2 separate regions of the Macaca mulatta genome follow, and region 1 is linked to region 2. Evidence: chromatin contacts called from public Hi-C data. All regions are on one chromosome and are shown on one strand. Each heading gives the region's core, a stretch centred on a gene start, on an enhancer-like site or on the middle of the called end of the contact. The rest is flanking DNA. Distances are from core to core; before and after follow the strand shown. Region 1 holds the start of KCTD6 (potassium channel tetramerization domain containing 6). Region 2 holds the start of PXK (PX domain containing serine/threonine kinase like).

Region 1 (4,888 bases), core at 2,020-4,519, 180 kb before region 2:
CAAAATGATTCATTTGCTTTTCATCTTCTCTCCCTTCTGGCACAGTCTCCAGTGGAGGGCTTAATGAGAAGTTAAATGACCACAAGACAGGCAGCAGAAGGAAGATCTTGAAATGGGTATCAAATAGGCCGGTTTTACTTGATGAAAGCAAATAAATATCTACTATTTCAGAAAATCTACCAGGAATGGTAACAATGAAAAATGAAAAAAGTTTTCCTTTACAGTGACTTTCCCTACTGAAACTAAAGATGGTTTTGAAAGACAGCAAACGCAACCAAGCACCAACAGCTATAAAGTTCAAAGAAGCCTCTGACCCTGTAAAATCAGTTCACCTGAAAAGATGTAACCTTTGATGCAAATAAAATTCTTGTGAAAACAACACTGACCACTCCCCAGAGAATATAAAGCAGTACTGAAAATTCACCCATGTTTAAGCTTCAAAGGTTATTGTGACTAATGTATAAATTCTGACAGTGTCATGTTAGCAGGTAATTAAGCTTAAGAAAACACATACTGAAGAATTTACAGAAGCCTTAAAAGAAAATATTAATTTTCTAAAGTAGTATATCTGAAGAATACATAATTCAGTAAGTTAATAACTTAAAAAAGTAACCTAAGAACCCTTAAATGCCATTCTCCCTGTCACTGCAGAATTGCAATTTCAGGCCTCATGGTTACGATGAACCAACCTAACAATATTCTGGGTTTATCATTCTTGCTATAGATTAAGAATTCTCCAGGGCAAAAGTCCTAATCCTGTATAACTACCTATATGTTGCAATAAAAACCTCCGAACTTCAATGAAAAATAAAAACTTCCAACTACTGACTTCCCAGAGTTTCCAGGCAGCCCTTTAAAATGCGTTTTTAATGAAACCTTCGTGTCTGGTAGTCAGAAAAGACTCAATAAACTCCCTCTCTCTATACTTACCTTCAAAATTGCCTTTTTACTGAGTTTTGCTCTTCTTGAAATGTGGGAGTTTGAAAGTGAAATACTTTTTATAGTAACTAGTTCAGCGACATCTAAAGGAGCCTTTGGGGTTAACATTCACATACAGGCCAGCACAAGTAGCCAGGCATACAAGGATAATGTGATTATGGTGTTACATTATCCTTAACCATACCACTGCAGAAATGGATTTTTCTCTAAAAGTAATCATTTTCTCTTTCTCCTCTCTCAACCATGTGGTCAAGAAGAGAGGAGTTACAGGTTTAAAAGTGACCTAATATTAAAAAGCTGTCACAAAATCGTAACACTCCTCTTAACCCTCAGTTTCCGAAAGGTAAGATGGGCTAATACCATCTTCCCAAAAGTAATTACACCATTTAGGCACTACACAAAAGCAAAAATTGGCCTATAAGAGTAACACATCACAGGACAAGGAAAGAGAACAGGTTCCCAGGGAGGTCCTGTAGTCGAATTTTGCTCCATTACTGATTATGAGACCCTGAGAAAATGACTCTTTATGCTCAGCTTCTTCTTTGGGGAAATGGAGAAAATAAAGGAGATCATGAATATAAAACCATCTGTAAACTGGCAAGTATTAGACAAACGTGAAAACACTAGTGGCAGCAGCATAAACAAAATTTCTATGTTAACATGAAAAACTTGAGTGTGAACAAAGTAATTTAGAGCATTGGCCTGGAGACGGCAAATATGGAGGAGGCAGCCTCTTAATTTGCTCTAAATCTCCCCGGGTCCTCTTTTTCCCACAGCTCCAGAAGGGAGAACTACATACAGGTAAAGGGGAGTGTCTAGTTTTCCCAGAGATCACCCAACATCTGAGCTCCTGATCTCAGAAGGAACTTCCTTAAAGCATGACTCAGGATTATCTCCAAGGTAAAGCTGAATCCAAATACATACATGTACTCCATTTTAAATGGACCCCAAATATCAAAATCCAAACGCACCGAAGGATTCATAGGGTTCACCCTAAGATTTCTGTAAGTAGTAATGCTTTGGTTAAAATATGATTTATGAAAATTCAAATCACAAAACTTTGGGATGGCATCCGTGGCTGTCCTGACCACTCCACTCCATCGTTCATATCTAAAGCATAGCACAAAATCAAGTATCTTTATGGACTGATGGTTTTCGGCCAAAGAGAAAATTCTCTCAACCTACCAACCCTGCTGACAAAACCATTTTCCTTTTCCTAGCTACATATTTATTCATTTGAAAACATCTCAATCTTGGGCTCAGGACTGTGCTACATGCTGTCCCCAAGCTTCTCTCCTATCCCAGGATGATTCAAGTAATAGGGCATTTGTGACAGCGAAAAAAAGAACATGCCAGGGGGATATGGAAGAGATGCTTAGGCTACCCCAAATATTCTTAGCCGAGCCGGGTCATCCCAGGTCACTTTGCCACCCAAACCTCTTCTATCACAAAGTCCTAAAATTGGATCCATCAACTTGTTCTAGAACTGGTATACTTGAACAGAAACATGATAACTTCAGCAGAATATCCAAACAGGATCTCTGTCACGTTTCATTTCCCCGTCCCACCCCCAGACACAGCCTCCACCACTGACAGCCCAGCAGGTGCTGCCAGGGCTCCCCATTACCACAGCCATTTATCACCTCTGACATCAAGCATTAAAAACGCCACCACACACACAAATCTAGGCATAAAGAACTCAGCTGCAATCTGAGTGTCTCTTCAGGGTAGAAAATCCCAAAGCCAGGGTTTTGAGTCCTGGCTCACGCTTTAAACTAGGGCAATTGGTGGCTAATAAGCGCAATCTCCCAAAAACAATCATTTTCGAGCACACCCCGAATGTCTCCGTCCGGGCCGTGCTTCGCTGCTGCCCCACCAGCGAAACCCCCACAAACCCGACCCGGCCAGGGGTAGGGCGGGCGATGCTCCGGGCCCGGACGAGGGGCGCTCCGCGGAGCTCCGAACCCGGGCCCGCAGAAACCGCGCATCCCCGCGGGCGGACCCCAGAACCCCCGCCCAGGCCCCGCCGCGGGCACCTCCGCCGCCGGCTCGTGCCAGCCCCGGGACGCGCGGTCCCCTCAACGCGGCCCCGCCGCCACCGCCCGGTTCCAGGAGCCCCCGCCCAGATAATCCTCTGCCCCGCTCCCCTGGCCGCTCCGCGCAGACGTCTCCCGAAACCCGGCCCTCCCAAGCCCCGGCCCTCCCAAGCCCCGGCCCCGCAAGCCCCAAGCCAGCCCCACTCACTGCGCGGCGGCGGCGGCGGCGGCGGCAGCGGCGGCGGCCGGGCCGGGAGATGCCCGCGGCCGGAGAGCGCGAGCGCGGGGACGAGCGAGCCCGCGCCCGGCGGCGGCGGCGGCGGCGGCGGCAGAAGGGACGACTGAGCCCGCGCCCGGAGTTGCGGCTCCAGCTGCCCGGCGCGGGCGGCGCCTTCCCAGCAGAGCCGTAGCGCCACAAGCGCGGGCGCCCCCTAACGGCAGCGCGGGCGGGAAGCCAGAGAGCCGGGCGGCCTTAGGAGCGAGCGCAGCCGGAGCCGCGCGGTCAAGACCGCAAGACCGCAGCCCCGAAGCCCCGCCCTGAAGCCCCAGTCCCGCCCCTTAGGCTCAGCTCAGAAGCCCCGAAGCCCCGAAACCCCGCCCCTGCGTCCCGCCTCCGTCCGCAGCCTGGGGTCCGCCCAGCCCCAGGCCCACTGCGTCCTCAGAGCTGGTGTTTCCACAGCTGTTTCTCCTTAGTCATTTCATGAACTTGTATGGGACCCCCACTATATCTCAGGCCTGGGGGTTTAGGAGATACAGCGGCTACCAAGACGCAAGCGGGTCCTAATGAAAGGAGAAGACAGACAAGAGTCAAGGAAACAGCTAATAGACAAAATAATGACAGGTTATGATCATAAGCGTTGGGAGAGGCGTGATTAGAGGACTTAGATGGAGAAGGGAAGGGAGCCCCTGCTTCAAACGCAGTAGCCAAGGAAGACCTGGACCCCGGACCTGCGGTCGGAGCCTCTCCTGCCTGCCCTGCACTGGGGAGACAACCCTGCGATGAGGCCTGTGAAGAAGCCCCCGCGGCCACCCCTCCGGCCTGGTGGGCAGGACAGCAAAGGACAGCTGGGCCCAGAGCCTCAGCAACACGGGCAGCCAGGTGGAGAGAAGGGCAGAGCCACCTTCAGCAGACGAAACGACCCGTGCAAAGGCTCTGGGGCCTGGAGGAGCTCGGCCCTAGATGAGACTGGCGCCGGTATTGTCCCCACTTCACCAGGAAGGAAGCCAAGACTGCAGAGGATGGGCAGCTCCTAACGCCTCAGGGCTAATTGGCCTCCATCCGTCCACTCGTTCCAAGTCCCATTCGCTTCCTACTAGCCAGGCCTCTGTCCCCTTCCGTTGGGACCGGTTACCTGATGCTGGGTTTAACCTTCTCCACCAGAATAACCACTGGCCTTAGAAACTTACTTGGGTTTCACGTCTGCATGTGTGTGAGCTAGCTCTGGGGTTGAAATTATATCAGCATGATCATCACAGTTGTATCTGATACTTGATTCTTCTCCAAAGCTCAAATTGATAGGTTAAATAAATGACATATGCTTCATCAACATACCCAAGTGCTACATGATCAAATTCACAAAGACTAGGTGAGAATACAGGGAAATGTGTGTGAAAATGATCAAAATGATCAGTACACAAACTAGTATACATGATATCCTGATTTTATTTTTAAAAACATATATACAGACAAAAATGTTGAAGGATCATCGTGTTCAAGATAATAGTATGGGGATGTTAATGGCATTGCTTCTTAACATTCTTCTGAATTTTCATGCATATTGAATTTATAATCAGAAAAATACAATGAATTTTGGGGTTTTTTTGGTTTTTTTTTTTTGGCCCCCCGCCCTGCCCCACCCCGCTGGGTTTTGTTGTTGTTGTTGTTTTAATAGAAGGACAATACCAAAATTACC
Region 2 (4,702 bases), core at 2,159-4,658:
CGGCCACTGCACTCCAGCCTGGGTGACAGAGCGGGACTCTGTCTCAAAAAAAAAAAAAATGCATCAGCATCAGCAAAGCACAGAATCGCCTACCAACACATGTCCTTTCTGCCAGTAGCTCATCCAAATATGCCTTTCTGGTGGTGACCTTGTGTTCTCTTCATCCTTCTGGTGACTCAGTTTTCCAAACCACAGAATTTTTCCCTACCAAGTTCATAAATCCTAAATCATTTTCGGTTATAGGTTGTTTCCCAGCTGGGTGCAGTGGCTCACGCCTATAATCCCAGCACTTTGGGAGGCCAAGGTGGGAGGATCACTTGAGGCCAGGAGTTCAAGATCAGCCTGGGCAACACAGCAAGAACCCCATCGGTATTAAAATATATATATATATATATGTGTATATATATACACACACACACATATATATGTTTCCCAAGGTTAAACTTGATAAATGAAAGGAACTATGGACAGAAATGAGCTTACTTGCAATAATGCCCTCTAATGTGTTCAACCCTTTCCACAAATGTTGTCAGGGAGTGAAGAGATGGAGGGAGGAAGAATACGCTTCACAAATACTTCATCAGGATGATTTCATTTGATCTTTCTAACAACCTTGGGAGACAGGCAGGGCAGGCACTTATTACTCCCATTTACAGATGACAAAACTAAACTTCAAAAAGGTTTAAGCGACTTGCCCAGCCTATATCACATGACTAGCAAATATCAGCCCAGACCTGTATTAAGGTCTTGCCTCTTCCAACCCCAAGTCTGTCTCTATCTCCGTATGTTTCTGTCTACATACAAGGAGTAACCTCCTAGAGATTCAGCATTTCAAAGGGAGAGTAGAGCTCTGACTTCTGGAACACCATCTCCCTTCAGCTACCAAGCTGGAAAGTCATTTTCAGTCTTCCCAAGAAAAAAACAGTGCCTTTCTCTTCTATATGCCACTCTTAACAACTACTTTCCAAAATAATTTCCAACAGTTCCTGTTTTAAAAAAGACTTACTCATAAGACACTAATAGTTCAAAAAGTTTGCATCAGCATATGATTTTCTCAATAAAGTTCAGGGCTGATGCAACATTTCTCAGTCAAACTTTACAGCTAAAATGACAAGAACACAGAACAGTCAAAAAATTATGCAAGAGAATGCTACAGTTTTTCACTCTACCACATCTGCCTCGATGGGTCTCCTGTGAGTCATGGTCTTTTGTGTTCAGTCATCACTATAAGAACTGTCATTTTCTACCCTAAATTATTTTATTTTTTAAAGAAAAGATCTGCAGGGCCAGGTGTGGTGGCTCACGTCTATATACCAGCACTTTGTGGGGTTGAGGCAGGAGAATGGCCTGAGCCCAGGCGTTCCAGACCAGCTTGGACAACATGGTGAGACGCTGTCTCTACACACACACACACACACACACACACACACACACACACACAGAGAAAAGAGCTACAATAAAAACAGAATCCTATTACATCTTTCGCCACCTAGCTAAAGCACTGATCTCTAAGTTATTTTTTCAATGTTCATAATTACCTCTTTACACAAACAGAAAAAGAGGCATAGTAAGGTTGAAGTTGGATTATTTAGTCATTTGATAAACACATTTGAAATCCTATCAAAAACCAGGAAATGAGACCCCAACGTGAGGGAGAAATGCCCCTCCTCTTGTAGCCTGGTGAAGACAAAAAGGAAAGAAGTAATTATAGGACGAACTAATCAAGATTAAGGTGTGGGTAGGCACATGGGCTGGGGCTGTAGAAATCACAGAATGCTTGTATTTATAAACCTCTATCTCTTTACTTTCAATACAAAATAAACCTAAAAGACTCGACTCTATTCCCTGAAAGGTTATAAGACTTACTTGCCAATAGTCAAATCAAAAATCAAATTTAATAGCTGAATTACTCTTGACTCCTCATCCTAAATTTCAACCCTTAAGCCATACTCCCTTTAGGCACAAATGATAGCAAGTTTAACAAATTCTGCCCTATATGTGCCTTCTCACATGTCTACAGAATAGGATTAAAGATACGCAGAGTGAAACAAATAGTACTTTTTAAAAAGATAATAATTTTCTTAACTGGAAGTGAATGCTTTGAACAATTCAAGCCCTACAAAGCATGGCTGTCAGAAGAGGAAACTGAGGTTCAAAAAAGTCTCACTTTAATACAACAGAATGAAAGGTCTCTTTGAAGTCATCAGAAGAGCTCGAAGGAAAAGAGAAACAGAAGGCTATTGTGAGCGTTAGCCTCCACATGATGACCCCCCAAGCACACTGCAATGGTAAACAAACAAGCCTCTGAGTCTGAATCTGATTCGGTGGCCTGACAAAACATCACAATTGAAGGAATCTCTCTCCTCATTCATTACTTTTCCAAAAAAGTCCCACTAGCTGGAGCTCCAGGTTTCTTGCTGGTTCCTGGATTTATTGCTTGGAAATTATAATGCATAGTGTGCCTTTCAAAAAAAAAGGTACAAGCAAATGAAAACAACCACGGTTTTAAAGCCCCATAAAAGACAGTGTATGTAGCAGAAATGAACTCTGCCAGTGTTTACTATGAGGACCTATTACTCCTTTATGCTACTCGAGTGGATTTTAAACTCAAATGAATGCTACCACTGCCCACTAAACAGCAAGTTAGAGAAGCACATTCATACACCTGCTTAAACAGCCCCGCTGACTTCCCCACCACTTCCCGGGGCCAGGGCCAAGTGGCTGACCTGGAAACGCGGCTGTAGACCCCAGCCACTTGCACTCTGCTGTCCCAACAAGTAGGCTCTGAAGTCACACTTCATTTGGCCCGGCACACCCTCATCCCCATCACCCAGACCCTCAGCTGCAGGGGAGGAAATTCCACGGCCTCAAAAAGGAAAAGGCTGGAAGCGGGCAGAAGTGGATGGTCCCGAGCGGTCTCGTTCCTGCTTCCCTGGTCCAAGGTAAGCCCCAGGCTCCCGCACCCCCAACTCGGAGTCGCTTTCCTGGTCGCCGCCAAGCTCCTTCCACCCCGCGGCGCCGGGGGCTGCGGTCCCCATCCTCGGCCCCTCCGGGCCTCAGCGTTCGCCTGGGCCCCGGGGGCCCTGACCCAGACCCAGCGGCGCGCCACAGCCTTCTCGGCCAGGGCCGCCTACCCCGTGGCCCGGTCCCCGTTAGACGACCCTGCCCGGCCCGCGCCAGGCAGCCCGCAGCCCCCTCGCGGCCCGGGGCCGCCCCCCGCCGCCCGCCGCCCGCCCGCCCACTGGGCCGCGCACCGTGTGGGACTGCAGGCTCTGGCTCGCCTCGATGGCTGCTGTCAGCGGCACCGTGTCGTCCAGCAGCACCTTGCCGGCTGGCGGCTTCTCCATGAAGGCCATCCCGGGACGCCCGGCCGCCGCCGCCTAGGGACGCGAGGCAGGAACCTGAGGCGCCGACTCCCGCCGCCAGCCCGGCTCCACCGTTCCGCTGTCAACACGCGCCGCCCCACGCGCCGCCGGGCCCGCGGGGTCCTAGCGCCACCCTCCCCGCTGCCGCCGCCCCGGAGTCCTAGCGCCGACCTAGCGGAGTACGTGTGGGGGCCGCCAGCACTGTCCCCGCTGGCCCGCCCCTCCGCCCTGTGGCTGCCATGGGCTCGCGCTTCCCAGCTCCTCGCAGCCGCACCGCAGACCCCGTGCCCTTAGCTCCGGGCTTCGGACCAGTGAACACCACCCTAAGCCATCACCACCAGTATCCTCAGATCCAGGGACGCCTGGTCCTGAGCCCTGGGATCCAGGAATCTTCAGGGCGAGATTTCCAAACCAGGCCTCTCAGAACTGGGCTTTTCTGGGACCGTACGTCGTGAAACCCTCAGAACTGGACCTCTCTCACCCCCCCAGGCCCAACGACCCTAAAACTCAGAAAAAGGGCCTTCAGGATGGGACCTCCAGTCTGAGCCCTGCAAACCCAGAGACTTTCTGAAACAAGCCCTTCCGATTGAGACTTCATAGGGACTCTTGAACGAGGCTCCTCAGGCCTGAACACCTAAGAGCTGGACCCCATAATTGGAGGTCTTGGACCCCAGAACCCTCAGACCCAAGCTCTAAGAACTGGAGACCCTATAAAATGGTCCAGAGACCCCCTAGCCTCTACTCTTGGCCCCTACTGCCTGCTCAACCACATCCCTTAGACTTGGGAGTTTTTCATCCCACCATATGGGCTAGAAGAAATTTAAACCAAGAGTCAAGTCAGAGAATCTTGGGATCCACTTCTCAGCCCTAAATCTGCCCACAGTCTGCCTGAACCCGAAGCCATAATCCTGGCACCACCTCATCCCCCCATCTCCATACACACCTAGAAATTTCACCCACACTGGCCTTTCCTAGGGCAGCACTCCAGGATAGTGAAGAGTTAAATTTAGAATCAGAGGACTATCATCTCCATGGCTCTGGCATTTACCAGCTGTGTGATCTTTAATAAGTTACCCAACCTCTCTGAGTTCCAACTCCCCAATTTGCAAAGTGGAGATAATATTATTTGTATGAAAAGGTTAATACAAGGAATGCAGTAGACCGGGAAGGGGCTTGGCACATAATAAAAACTCAAACGGTGGTCAGGCATGATTGCTCACGCTTGCAATCCCAGCACTTTGGGAGGCCAAGGCGGGTGGATCACCTGAGGTCAGGAGTTTGAGACCAGCCTAGCCAACATGGCAAAACCCCCTCTACTAAAAATATAAAAATTAGCT

Evidence for each region. Hi-C and Micro-C count contacts between places; a contact is called where the count stands out from the background.
Region 1: a contact with region 2 is called in a Hi-C map of fetal cortex germinal zone, with 5 times the contacts expected there. The contact joins the promoter of KCTD6 here to the promoter of PXK in region 2. A contact is called at or near these places in 4 of 14 Hi-C or Micro-C datasets (CD4 T cells, fetal cortex germinal zone, fetal cortical plate and 1 more).

Annotation. Positions count from the first base shown.
Region 1 is chr2:122,078,577-122,083,464 of T2T-MMU8v2.0, reverse strand. KCTD6 (potassium channel tetramerization domain containing 6) reads right to left here and starts at 3,269. Exons shown (of 3, transcript XM_015130532.3): 1 at 3,184-3,269.
Region 2 is chr2:121,895,056-121,899,757 of T2T-MMU8v2.0, reverse strand. PXK (PX domain containing serine/threonine kinase like) reads right to left here and starts at 3,408. Exons shown (of 16, transcript XM_028844294.2): 1 at 3,255-3,408. The coding sequence starts at 3,356.